Linked DNA regions of Mus musculus: regions 1 and 2 are each linked to region 3. A link is a contact called in public promoter capture Hi-C data. All regions are on one chromosome and are shown on one strand. Each heading gives the region's core, a stretch centred on a gene start, on an enhancer-like site or on the middle of the called end of the contact. The rest is flanking DNA. Distances are from core to core; before and after follow the strand shown. Region 1 overlaps Gm46515 (a long non-coding RNA gene). Region 2 overlaps Vps13b (vacuolar protein sorting 13B). Region 3 holds the start of Fbxo43 (F-box protein 43).

The links. Promoter capture Hi-C pulls out the DNA fragments that hold promoters and counts their contacts.
Region 1: a contact with region 3 is called in a promoter capture Hi-C map of hematopoietic stem and progenitor cells, with 4 times the contacts expected there. The contact joins the enhancer-like site here to the promoter of Fbxo43 in region 3. A contact is called at or near these places in 14 of 39 promoter capture datasets (the HPC-7 cell line, HPC-7-derived erythroid cells, cranial neural crest and 9 more), 13 of 484 Hi-C or Micro-C datasets (ECoMG myeloid progenitors, the G1E-ER4 cell line, cerebellar granule neurons and 7 more), 7 of 115 datasets of contacts at active chromatin or transcription factors (bone marrow-derived macrophages, effector CD8 T cells, embryonic forebrain and 4 more) and 2 of 9 other capture datasets (liver and pancreatic islet).
Region 2: a promoter capture Hi-C map of embryonic stem cells shows a contact between it and region 3, with 3 times the contacts expected there. The contact joins the enhancer-like site here to the promoter of Fbxo43 in region 3. A contact is called at or near these places in 9 of 39 promoter capture datasets (the C10 cell line, cranial neural crest, embryonic stem cells and 4 more), 1 of 484 Hi-C or Micro-C datasets (embryonic stem cells), 1 of 115 datasets of contacts at active chromatin or transcription factors (extraembryonic endoderm stem cells) and 1 of 9 other capture datasets (adipose tissue).

What each region holds. Positions count from the first base shown.
Region 1 is chr15:36,687,340-36,691,231 of GRCm38.p6, forward strand. The region is part of intron 1 of Gm46515 (a long non-coding RNA gene); the gene reads right to left. Among named protein-coding and RNA genes, the nearest start is that of Gm46515, 6.5 kb to the right of the region's middle. Within about 2 kb of position 1,307, at least 110 of the 459 cell types and tissues checked have an H3K27ac peak or open chromatin away from gene starts, as enhancers often do. A contact at or near this core is called in ECoMG myeloid progenitors, embryonic stem cells, epiblast stem cells and 3 more, where this site is marked.
Region 2 is chr15:35,616,660-35,620,628 of GRCm38.p6, forward strand. It overlaps Vps13b (vacuolar protein sorting 13B), which reads left to right. Exons shown (of 62, transcript NM_177151.4): 24 at 939-1,159. Among named protein-coding and RNA genes, the nearest start is that of Mir599, 42 kb to the right of the region's middle. Within about 2 kb of position 2,527, at least 4 of the 459 cell types and tissues checked have an H3K27ac peak or open chromatin away from gene starts, as enhancers often do. A contact at or near this core is called in embryonic stem cells, where this site is marked.
Region 3 is chr15:36,163,250-36,166,972 of GRCm38.p6, forward strand. It overlaps Fbxo43 (F-box protein 43), which reads right to left and starts at 1,612. Exons shown (of 5, transcript NM_001081253.2): 1 at 1,221-1,612.

The DNA.
Region 1 (3,892 bases), core at 57-2,556, 520 kb after region 3:
TGCCTGCCTAAGCTGGGACTTACACGTGTGTGGGGAGGGAGTGGGGCGTGTGTGTGTGTGGGGTGCACACACACGCTTATACTGTGTTGTTTAAATTTAATTTCATTTGTTTTAGCAAGGTTTTGCTATGTAGCTCTGACTGTCATCAAACTCATGGTAACTCTCTCACCTCAGATTTCCAAGTCTAGGGTTACAAACATGTATGCCCACAACAGTCCATGTTTGTCTTCTTTAAGGAAAACTGAAATGTGGCAAGAATGTGTCTACACACTGGAGTACATCCGAGCCCATACCCCTTCAGTAAGAAGTGTATTTTGGCACATTCCCCCAGATCACTGGGCGCACTCCTAGGCACCCCCTGTCACAGGCAGGTCACATTTGTACAGAGCACCTGCTTCACCTCTCATGGATCAGCTGGGAAGTGCTGGATTGTCGCCTTGAGAAACTAGCCCTCAGCACAAAGAGATGAGGGGCTCCTGAGATGTGCAGAGGCCCTTCAGAAGTTAATCCTGTTTCCTCAACGGCATCTCCTCCAAAGATTTATTAGTATGCTTTGAATCCTTTCTACCTGACAAAGCAGCTTAAGCAAGAGAGGGCTCATTCTGGCTCACAGCTTGAGGAATAGAGTCTGTCCATCATGGCGCAGGGATGCAAGGTGGCTTGGCAGACTGCATCCAGTCAGGAAGCAGGGAGGAGGGAGGGAGGGTGCTGCTCACCTGGCTTTCCCCTTTCCTGTTAGTCAGCCCTGCCTCAGGGGGTGCTGCCACCCACCTCAGTTAAACCTCTGTGGAAACAGTGTCACAGAAACATCCAGCCTTATGTCTCCTAGCAGAGTCTCTCTATAGTCAAGTTGACAGAAAAGATGGAGCCACCACACCTTATCTGTCTCGTTTACTGAGGTAAGTGGACAGATGTCATCACACTCTACCCCATACCCTATCTAGAGCAGCCCTGCGTCTAATAGCTGAGGGCTAATTAGACTTCTTGGCCCTTTTGAAGAATGTCTCCATAAAGGATTTCTGGGAAGTTTACAAAACAACGCCACCTCCCCTCCCCCCTCGTGACAGGTGAGGCGGAAGCTTGATGAAGCCAGAGGCTGAGTCACAGCATCGACCGACCGACCGAGCTTCTCTCCCGGGGGTTAAGCTCCACCTCACGCACTTCCTGGAAAGGCTCCGTTCATTAACAACTTCCTATTGTGTAAACTTTGCTCCCAGGTTTCAGGTGTTTCCCCAGAACGAAGGAGCTCATTTCTCTGTAGAGAAGCTTAACAAGATGACTACTCCGGAACACCCAGGTGCCACGCCCCACCACGCCCCACTTCCCTCCCATCTCCTGCCCAGTTTGTGACCTGGCCCTGTATTTTACCTGCCTTGGTGTTAGCCACTGTCATGATGGCCAGCTTCGGTGACTGTGTTCCTTTATCTTCCCAAGTGGCCCCCAGTTCTCTCCTTGGAGCTCTCCCTCTGCCCTGCCCTCTTCTAACTGGAGAACTGGAAATACCACTGCTCCCTCCATCAGACTTAGCCCTCAAAGTCCTTAGGGGTTTACACGGATAAGGGTAAAGCGCAGATGCTCCGCAAATGAGAAAACAGAAGGATTCCGATTCATCACTACGTCCCAGTCTAAAACAACTGCTTCTGTTACCAACTGGCTTTTATTTCTCTCCACGGTTTGAATGGCAACCGGGATGAATATGCTTTTAAAAGACAAGTGAGAGAGAAAGTAAGCTTGGTTTCCATCTCTCTGGTGTAGATAGTAAGCGATGAATGCATTCTTTAAAAATATTTGTAAACGTGCCCAGGGGTTAGTGAATAAAGAACACCGTTTGATGTGGCAAATAATACCAGCATTGTGTGTCCTTCCAGAGTTCCCTGAGCTCAAGCCTAAGCTGGAGTTGTTTTCTCTGATATACTAAAAGATGGCATCAAATACAAGGCAGAGAGGATGGCTATGACCTAGAAAAGTCACATTTACAAGCAAATAAAAGGACTCCTCAGTTATCTGTAGGTAACTGAACATTTAGGAAAAATGTTTATACACAGCTATACCAAGACACAACGATCCAACTTCTCAGACCCCTGTCAAACAAAAGCCAGAACATTTGAAAAGGAAGAAGCATGTGAAAAGGGAGGAGCATTTGAAAAGGGAGGAGCACTTCAAATGGGAGGAGCATTTGAAAAGGGAGGAGTACTTGAAAAGGAAGAACTTTTGAAAGGTAGAGCAGAGCAAGCAAGGGTCAGATTACAGAGATGGCAACTGAAAAAGAAGTAAAAATAAACATGTTGAAAGCATCATTTGAGCTGGTCGTGGTGGCACACACCTTTAATCCTAGCACTCGGGAGGCAGAGGGAGGTGGATTTCTGAGTTTGAGGCCAGCCTGGTCTACAAAGTGAGTTCCAGGACAGCCAGAGCTATACAAAGAAACCCTGTCTCGAAAAGCCAAAAAAAAAAAAAAAAAAAAAAAAAAGAAAGAAAGAAAGAAAGCATCATTTAAGAATGAGCACATGTCAATTAAAAATAAAATAAATCTTAAAGAAGACCGTAACTGTATGACTCATGAAGAAGAGGTGAGGTCTCATGAATCCACTTTTGTAGAGTAAGGAGGGCTATAGTGGGCCACTTAGGTCTTCAGCCATCCCCTGAGGTGGGGTGTGGCCGACATTGGTCCACAAGGAAGGGCCATCATTCTAACACCATGGTAATGAAGTGCCCAGGCGCTGGCTTCCTCCTGACTCATTGTTTGGCCATCTGCAGCCTCTCAGTGCTTCCTCACCACTAACAAGCAGAGACGCTCCTCAAGGCTTGCCAGGAGCCCCACAGACCTTTGATGGCCGTTTCTGAAGCAACGCCTGGCTTCCTCACGGAGAAAATTACCTTCCAGGCTGCCCTGTGTACAGATGCTCTAACACACCTTTTGGACACAAGATGATTGACAGTAAGTAATAGCATATACAACACTCAAGGTCTTGGGAGAGGCCAGCATGGTTGTGGGAAATGGGCCTGAAAGACAGATATCTTACATGCCCAGCTTTCTGAGCGGGTCTTTGTTAACCTCCAACTATCATGAGGGACAGTTTCCCATGGACCCTTGTCAGCTACTCAGTTTCTCCTCCCCCTGGAAGAGATCTGACTTGTGTGTGTGTGTGTGTGTGTGTGTGTGTGTGTGTGTGCGCGCGCATGAGTGCAGACTCAAAGTCAACTTCAGACTCCCTTTCTCCGCATCTGTCCACTTCAGTTTTTGAGACAGGGTCTCCAAGTTGGATCTGAGTATCCACCCATCCCTGCCTCCCCAGGACCAGGATTGCTAGGCATAAACCACCATGTCTGGGTTTTTTTCCCCAGTGGATTCTGAGATTGAACTCAAATCCTTATGCTTGTGTGGTAAGTACATTACTGACTAAGTCTCTCCCCAGCCACCTCCCTGCCTTTTTGAGAAATGGTCTTATGTGGTAACCCCCACATTTGAAAAAGCCCTCCTGTCCCAGTCCCCCATGGGCTGAAAGTGTAGGCTTGAGCCATCACATCTGGAGTAATGGGTCGGGGTTTTTCTACACCTCACCCTTGCTCTGAAATAATGACACGGAAACCTGGAATAGTTAATAAAAACATTCTTGCATTATAGCTGGGCAGGGTTCTCATCTATTCTAACCCAATTGTGCTGGCCCAGCCTACATCCCAGCCTGCTGCTGTCTTAGTCTCCTCCAGCCTGTTACTGCTCCATCAGTGTCCTCCTCGACTTTCCTGGAGACCTCGATTCTCTCCTTTTAATCCTGTACCCCTTGCTGGGATCCGAAGTCCCGCCTTATTCTCTCCTGTCCAGCTATTGGCTGATCAGCTCTGTATTAGCCAATCAGAGGTGATGGAAAACAATCTTTACACAGCATCGAGA
Region 2 (3,969 bases), core at 1,277-3,776, 550 kb before region 3:
CACTATTTTTCACTATATATCCACTATTTATTATATATATATATATATATATATATATAGTAGATAGTAAATGTTCCATATATATATATATATATGGAACATTTACTATCTACTATAGTGGCAAAGAGGGTGTTAGGACTTCTATTTCTGTTTTTATTTCTTGTATTTAACATTCTTCTTATGCTTATAATGTATGAAAGGTATAGAAGTATATATAGTAATTACAAATATATATATGTGTGTGTATATATCTATATCTATATCTATATCTATATCTATATCTATATATACCAGAATAATGAATTTTCAATATTCCAATTGGAATTATATCCGTCTACTTTACCTATAATACAGTATAAAATTCTAAGATGTTATATAGTCTATGCTTCTACTTATAAATACATTGCACATTAGATAAATTACTAGAACAGTAAAAGAAATATTTTTCTTTCAGTTATGATATTTATGAATGCTAAATTTTTAGTCAAGCCTGCATCCTTTAAAATATATCTCATGTGCTTTGAGAGCCACACAAGGAATATGTAGAAATATGCCTGATTTCCATCCACAGAATTTCTGACTAAGTACTTCTAACATAGCACCAGAAGCCTGATTCATTAGCATGCTCCATCACCATTAATTCTGGTGTGAGTTGCCACCACACAAAAACATCCATATTATTCTCCTCTCTCATTTCATAGCCAGGTTTCTTCTTATGCTTACAATGTATGAAAAGTATAGAAGTATATTATAGTAACTACAAATACTAAAGTTAAATTATTTAAGTAGCATGTAAATCATTTACTACCTTAGTCTCTGAGATCCTACCTTTGTTATGTTGTGCTATATTTCAGATTGAAATTTTAAATAATTTTTTATTTGTATTCATTAATTGTGTAATTTTGTTGGTCTCATTTTTCTGTTTTGTTCCCTTATAGGTGATGCATTTCCTTGGACCATAAGCTTGCATCATTTCAGCATATATACCCTTCTTGGAAAGCAAGTGACTCTTTCCCTTGTGGAGCCTATGGGATGTACCTCTACTCTAGCAGTCACATCTCAAAAGCTGCTTCCTGTGGGACCCGATGGAAGGCATTCATTTGTTGTCTGTCTTCATGTTGACTTAGAGTCATTAGAGATAAAATGCTCTAATCCCCAGGTTGGTACACTTCATTCTAAATGCTAAATTTTTTTTAATGTTTATTTGTTTTATTAAAAGACTTCTCTTCCTTTAAATACCCTACCTTTTTGTCCTTAAACCTTGCCATCAACATTGCGATGATTAGATGAAGAATGGCTTTAAAATTCTATCAAGTTTTATAGTAAGAATTGTATTGATGAATATATAAATTCATCTTTTGGCTGGTGGAATAAAATCAGTTATAGATGTGCTGGTTTGAAATTCTGAGGAACTATTTCTTTTATTGTTGGGCTGGAGGATGTACTTAAGTGACCAAATATAATTTTTAATCAGATTCTCAGAGCCCCCTTTCAAATCTTGCTCATTTACACCTAAAGAGAACACTTATTAAAAGTTGCCACTTCCATAACATTTCAGCTGTGATATGCCAGTCACGTTGTATTCTGCCTCATTACAATTACTATGAATTCATATCACCTGGTTTTGTGTACATCATTAATTATCATAAAATTTACATTTTTAACTTCAAATATACTATTGTATATTTTCCACATAGTCAATGTTGAATCCTATTTTAAAAATAATCTCCTGTAGCATATTATTGAATCTGATCGGCCAATGGTCATAAATTCATAGTACATATATCTATTCCAGCTTTAATAGTTATCAACCAGGCCAGATTTTGAAGTATTTAAAAAAATTAATTTCCACTATCATTCCATATTATAGAAGTTCCTTTCCAGTACAATGCAGCTCTCCCCACCTGCCTCTTTTTAAACATTCACCCATCCATCCATACATGATCTATCTATCTATCTATCTATCTATCTATCTATCTATCTATCTATTTATCTATCAACCATCTGTCTATTTATCATCATCTATCTATCTATCATCTGTCTATTTATTGAGGTGTTTATAGGAGTTATTTCTGTCCTTTAAGCATGTGGGTATTGAAAATGAAATTCAGGTTATCGGTCTTGGTTGCAAGTTTCTTTATGCACAAAATCATGCTGTGGATACTCTCTCTACTTCTTTCTGTTATATGCTATATAATTTGGTTTCATAGTGTTGTTTTTTACCACGCTAGTTGGCTGCGTGAACCTGGGAGAGCAGGGACTAAAAATGAGGCTGACTACTACAGTATCATGCAGCAGCCAAGTTTATTCAGAGCATCAGGCAGTTTATACTCTGAGGGTTAAGAAGAGTCACCGGAGTAAAGTGTGTAATCACAAGGACAAGACACACATGGCAAAAACATGTTTTCTTACAGAGGCATATAAACAAAAAACAACTGAAATAGACTCCCCTATACCTGGGAGGATCAGGCAAACACATTCCAAGAATTCCAAGAATGTCTGTGTTTTTTTGATGAAACTGAGGTCAAAAGACTCATGTTAAAACAAGCACTCAGAACTCCCCTCCATGACTCCATGCTTGGACTGTGTTCCAGCAGTGCTATAGAGAATTCTGACCATCTCTTAGGTTGCTATTAGAATGCTAGTGCTATTGGCTGCTTTAAAATCCTTGTAAGAGTAAAAGAAACTGTTAAATTATGTCCCTTGGGGCAGGGTGGAGTGGGATGTTGTCCTATCCCTCTTTATCTTTGAATGTGATCTTGCATCTAGTAAAAGTGTCCAGAGGAGAAAAAAGAAGCCGTTAGAATGAGCACTAATTAAGTCCACTTAAAAAGCAAGGTTTGAGGCCAGGCGTGGTGGCGCACGCCTTTAATCCCAGCACTTGGGAGGCAGAGGCAGGTGGATTTCTGAGTTCGAGGCCAACCTGGTCTACAGAGCGAGTTCCAGGACAGCCAGGGCTACACAGAGAAACCCTGTCTTGAAAAACCAAAAAAAAAAAAAAAAAACCAAAAAACAAAAAAAAAAACAAACCAAGAGAGGTTTGGATACAGATACCTATATATAGGCAGACAGTAATGTGAGGGTCTGTGGAACAAGTGCTGTGCGTTTGTGGGAGCAGAACTTTGAAAGTGCAGATACAGACCTTACGACACTCAGGTCTCAGATTCTACTCTGTCTCAGATGGTATATTACAGTGCTGATACAATGATTTATTCATATGTGACACAAACATTTCTTTTTTGTCTTAAGGCACCATTGATGGCACCTGGTTCCTTAAGTTCTACAAAATAGAACAGGAAAGAACAGATTCAGCTTTTCTCAAAGAGTTTCCTGGCTTTCCATCACCATGACAATAGTCTAGATAAGACAAAATAAAATACAACAATTTTTAAAAGTGATGATGCTTGGCTTGACCTAAGAGTAAGAGCCTGGTACTGTGTCACTTCTCAAACTCTGGAATTAATTCCTTTTCTCTTCCTAAACAGGGAACTGTCTTCTTATTACTCTTTTCTTGTTGCTCAGAGTTTGTACATAGCTGACTTGGGCAACTCTTTCTTTCTTCTCTGTACCCTACCTACTCCTTTTATAAAATCAGGCATTTTTGTCCTCAGCTGGTTCCTTGATCTTTATATAGACAGATTAGGTGTTAGATAAAGTCATGAGCGTGAGTGTCCATTTCCTGTTCTAGAACACAGTAGACATCCATTTCCTATTCTTGATCTGAGTGGGTATCCATTTCATGTACTAGATCCCAATAGGTATCTGTTTCATGGGCTAGATTCTTGTTGAGTACTAATTGCTTATTCTAGATCTAAGACGGTATCCATTTCATACTCTAAATCTCAGAGATAAGCTTCCTCTTTGGGTCCATCATTAATGATACGATTTTCTTCATTTCTGAATATTTAAGGAATTAAAAATATATATTTTGAATATTTAAGGAATTAAAAAAATTTATTTAGCCAGTAT
Region 3 (3,723 bases), core at 362-2,861:
TTTTCATAATAAACTGTCCTAAATGTCCTACTTAAAATACCACCTTGCTATAAACTGTATTATATTCTGATTACTTGACAACCATAGGCAAAGCACCAAGCACAAATATTTACTTGAACTATTCTTAACAAAAACATACCAGCCTTATTTTCAGATTATTTTGTTACTGTATGATTTTAGTTAGCAAGTGTATATTCGGTTGCAACATTCTAATGTCTCTGTGTTCAGTTATTTCCTTTCAAAGCTCACCAGGCGAGGCTGGGGCTGCGGCTCAGAGGTCAAGAGCTTTTGCACTGCTCTCACCAGATACCCAGGCTCGGTTCCCAGCTCACATCCTCATGTTCAATAGTGTCTCTATGTATGTCTCTATGGGCACTGTACTCATGCACATACACAGACATACATAATTAAAAATAAATCAGAAAAAAACCACTATGTTTTTTCTTTTTAACATTTATTTGTGGGTGACACACATGCAAACATAGCATGCCATAGAAGTCATTTCTCTCGTTCGGCCACATGGACTTAGACATGTATGGTATGTAAGTTAAATATGTAGTTTAAATATTACAAAATAACCTGCTACAAAAACCACAAGATCCGAGGCTCACTGCTATAAAGCAAAGTGATTTTTAAGCCTCTTCCGCTTTTGGGCAGTTTTGACTTCTGATCCCCTGTGCTTATGACTAACTTCTGCGCATGCCTGGTAGGACAAGATGATTAAGCTCTGCTTTCTACAAATTGCTCCAAATAGTAAGTTACAATGTTTCCTCTCATAAATCACTTTCTCCTGAAAAAATATTAATTCAATCAATTTGCGAAAGTTAGAGCATGTGCATTTACTGTATTGTATTGAATTTTATTCCATGTGAAATTTATTCTAAAAGTGACCTGTTCTGCCACTTCACCACTAGGTGCCTCACCAGCATAAGATTTGGGAAATGGAAGCTAAAAACCGTTGGGAATAAAGTAGGAGCCCTGATACACGCTCCCTACTTGGGAAAACCAGAGACTCTGTCGCTGCCTTCATCCTCATCTTGCTTATACACCAAAATGCCTGCTTCAAACTTTGAAAATTATTCATGCAACCACAGGCTGATGAATCAAACAAACCTTTTGATGGCAAAAAAAAAAAAAAGTTCTGATAAATCACTCAGAACTCCTATCTACAAAGACTTACGCAAAATAAAAAAAAATAAAAATAAAAAAAAAAGACTTACGCCCTATACAAGTCAGAAAACTGCTTCGTTAAACCGATGCTCTCATTAAAGTGGAATATCTTACCACCAGTCAACCTTGAGTTCTTAAGACATGTCAAAGTAAGGTAGGCTTCCAAACAACAAAGTCTGTCATCTTTGCCTTTAAAGTTCATGCCGAGGTACCACCACTTAAGAGAAAAACCTCAACAATTAACGGAGCCCGGAGCAGCGCCGGGACGGCTTCAGGAGGGGCAGCGGCTGGGAAGGTCAAGTCGCTCGGAATCTCTCCGCCCCGCAGCAGCCGCACTCTCCGGCCTCTCTCCAGCCAGTCTTGGACCTGGGGGAATCTCCCGACTAGAGACCAGAGATGCCCCCCCACCGGAGCTGCCGAGCCGTCTGCTGCGGGCGGGACTAACGGTCGTCACCCGGACGTGCGGGCGGGCGTGCGGGCGGGAGACGCCCCTGGGAGGAGGGCGGAGCGGCTGCGGGCCGGCGCACCTGGGCCGCGCCGCCCACCTGAGCCGGGAGCCTCGGCCGAGCCCGCCCCTGCCACCTTTCCCCGCCCAGGGCACCACCCTCCCCACCTTCCGTCTGAGCGCTCGCCCCGCCTCCCCGCCCTCATCCCTTCGCAGCTCCGCCCTGCTCCATCCAGCTCTCTGTTGGTCCCTGCATCACTGCGTGCGACCAGACTGGAGGGACGCATCGGTTAGAAAACCTGCAGTGCCAGGCATCATCCCTGGAAGTGTTTCGCCCGATGTACAAAGTCAAAGAATCCTATCAACAGCTTTGGATAGTAAAGGCGTAAATACAGCATAAGGACGGAGAGGTTGACTTCCTAACTATTTGATTTTGGGTTAAGAGAGTGGCAGTGGTCCCTGGGAGTCCACTTGAACTTGTTAGGTAGCCAAGACTGTCCTGGAACTCCTGATTTTCCTGCCTTCATCTTCCAATGGCTAGGATTACAGGAGTGCCCCAATAAACCCAGCAACACCCCCCAACTTTGGTTTTGGTTTTGTGTGTGTGTGTGTGTGTGTGTGTGTGTGTGTGTGTGTGTGTGTGTGTGTGTGTTTAAGACCGTGTCACATGAAGTCCAGGCTGGACTTGAACTCCCGATCCTCCTCATTCCACCTTCCAAGTTCTGGCGTGTGCCACCACACCTGGTTAATGATTTTTTTTAAAAATAGTTTATGATTTTGCCCTCGTTTCTACAGTGAACAAATATATAAATTTTGTGAATAGACAAAAAAGAAAAAAGTTGTGAGTCACACCTCTATAGTCTCTGCAGTCAGGAGGCAGAGGATCTCCATAGAGACCAGCCATGTCTACATACCAAGTTTCAGGTCAGCCTAAGCTACATAGCCACTGACCTGAAAAAAAAAAAAAAAAAACCAACAAAACAAAAGTTATGAATAAATGAGTGACTGTGTTTATTGGTTTCAGACATTCCTTTTTAGGGATCAGAAACAGCCAAGAACCTATCACACCAAATACATTTAAAGTCTTGGCTTTCATTCAGTGTTCCAAGAATGCACAGCCTGACCCCCATCGCCTGTCTAGCTGGTCTTCTCCGAGCAGAGACTCTTTTCTTCCTGGGACCACTGCAACAAGACATTCCACCTAGGCAGTGTTCAAAGTTTTATCTTCTCCAAATTGACACAGGTCTCAATCAGAACCTCAGCTGCCACCTTTAAGCTAGTAACAACCACTACCCTCTTCTCTGAGGATTCTCCTTAGCGTTGACAAATAGGCTTAAAATACCCAAACTCAAAAGTAAGCTCAAGCTACATGCTATTCATGCAAAGATGAACAGGGCACAGTTTCTTAATGAGGCTTGTTTATAAACAGGTGAGAGTGCCCTCACTCCCTAGGGCACTGGGCAGGTGCTAACCATTAAACCAGTTAGAATTTGACAGCTCAGCTGATAAGGGCACTTGCTACTCTTTCAAAGGACCTGAGTTTTGTTCCCAGCACCCTTACCACACTGCTTACAACTGCCCAGAACTGCAACTTTGGGAATTGACACCCTTTTCTGACCTCTGCAGGCACTCGCACACACATGGCATATATTCACAAAGATACACATTTAAAAATGTTTAAAACCACTGTGTTTGTGTAATCTCTGATAGTGAGCACTCCCCATGTTCATTTTCCTGTAGATAAAGATTCCTGAGGAGGTTGACTCCCTAGTTAGAAGCTACTGCACTCTTCCTTGCTGCCCTGATAGGCTGTCACATTCACGTCTTTACCAGCATCTACACAACCACCTCATCCAGTATCATTCCTAGGTTTATTTCCCCTGCACTTTTTGCTATCCCAAGCCTTAATGAACTCTCATTGACCCTCAAACCACTTCCATTTAAGCCAGGGGAGTAGTGCCCCCCAACCAGAGACCTAACAGAGACTCCTTTGACTGGATCTAAACGCGTAATACTGTGTTGGCATTACATACCCTTCCTCTGGCTATATGAGCAGGGTATTTGATTTTATTTGGTGGGATGCCTAGGAAACACTCTGTTACGATGCT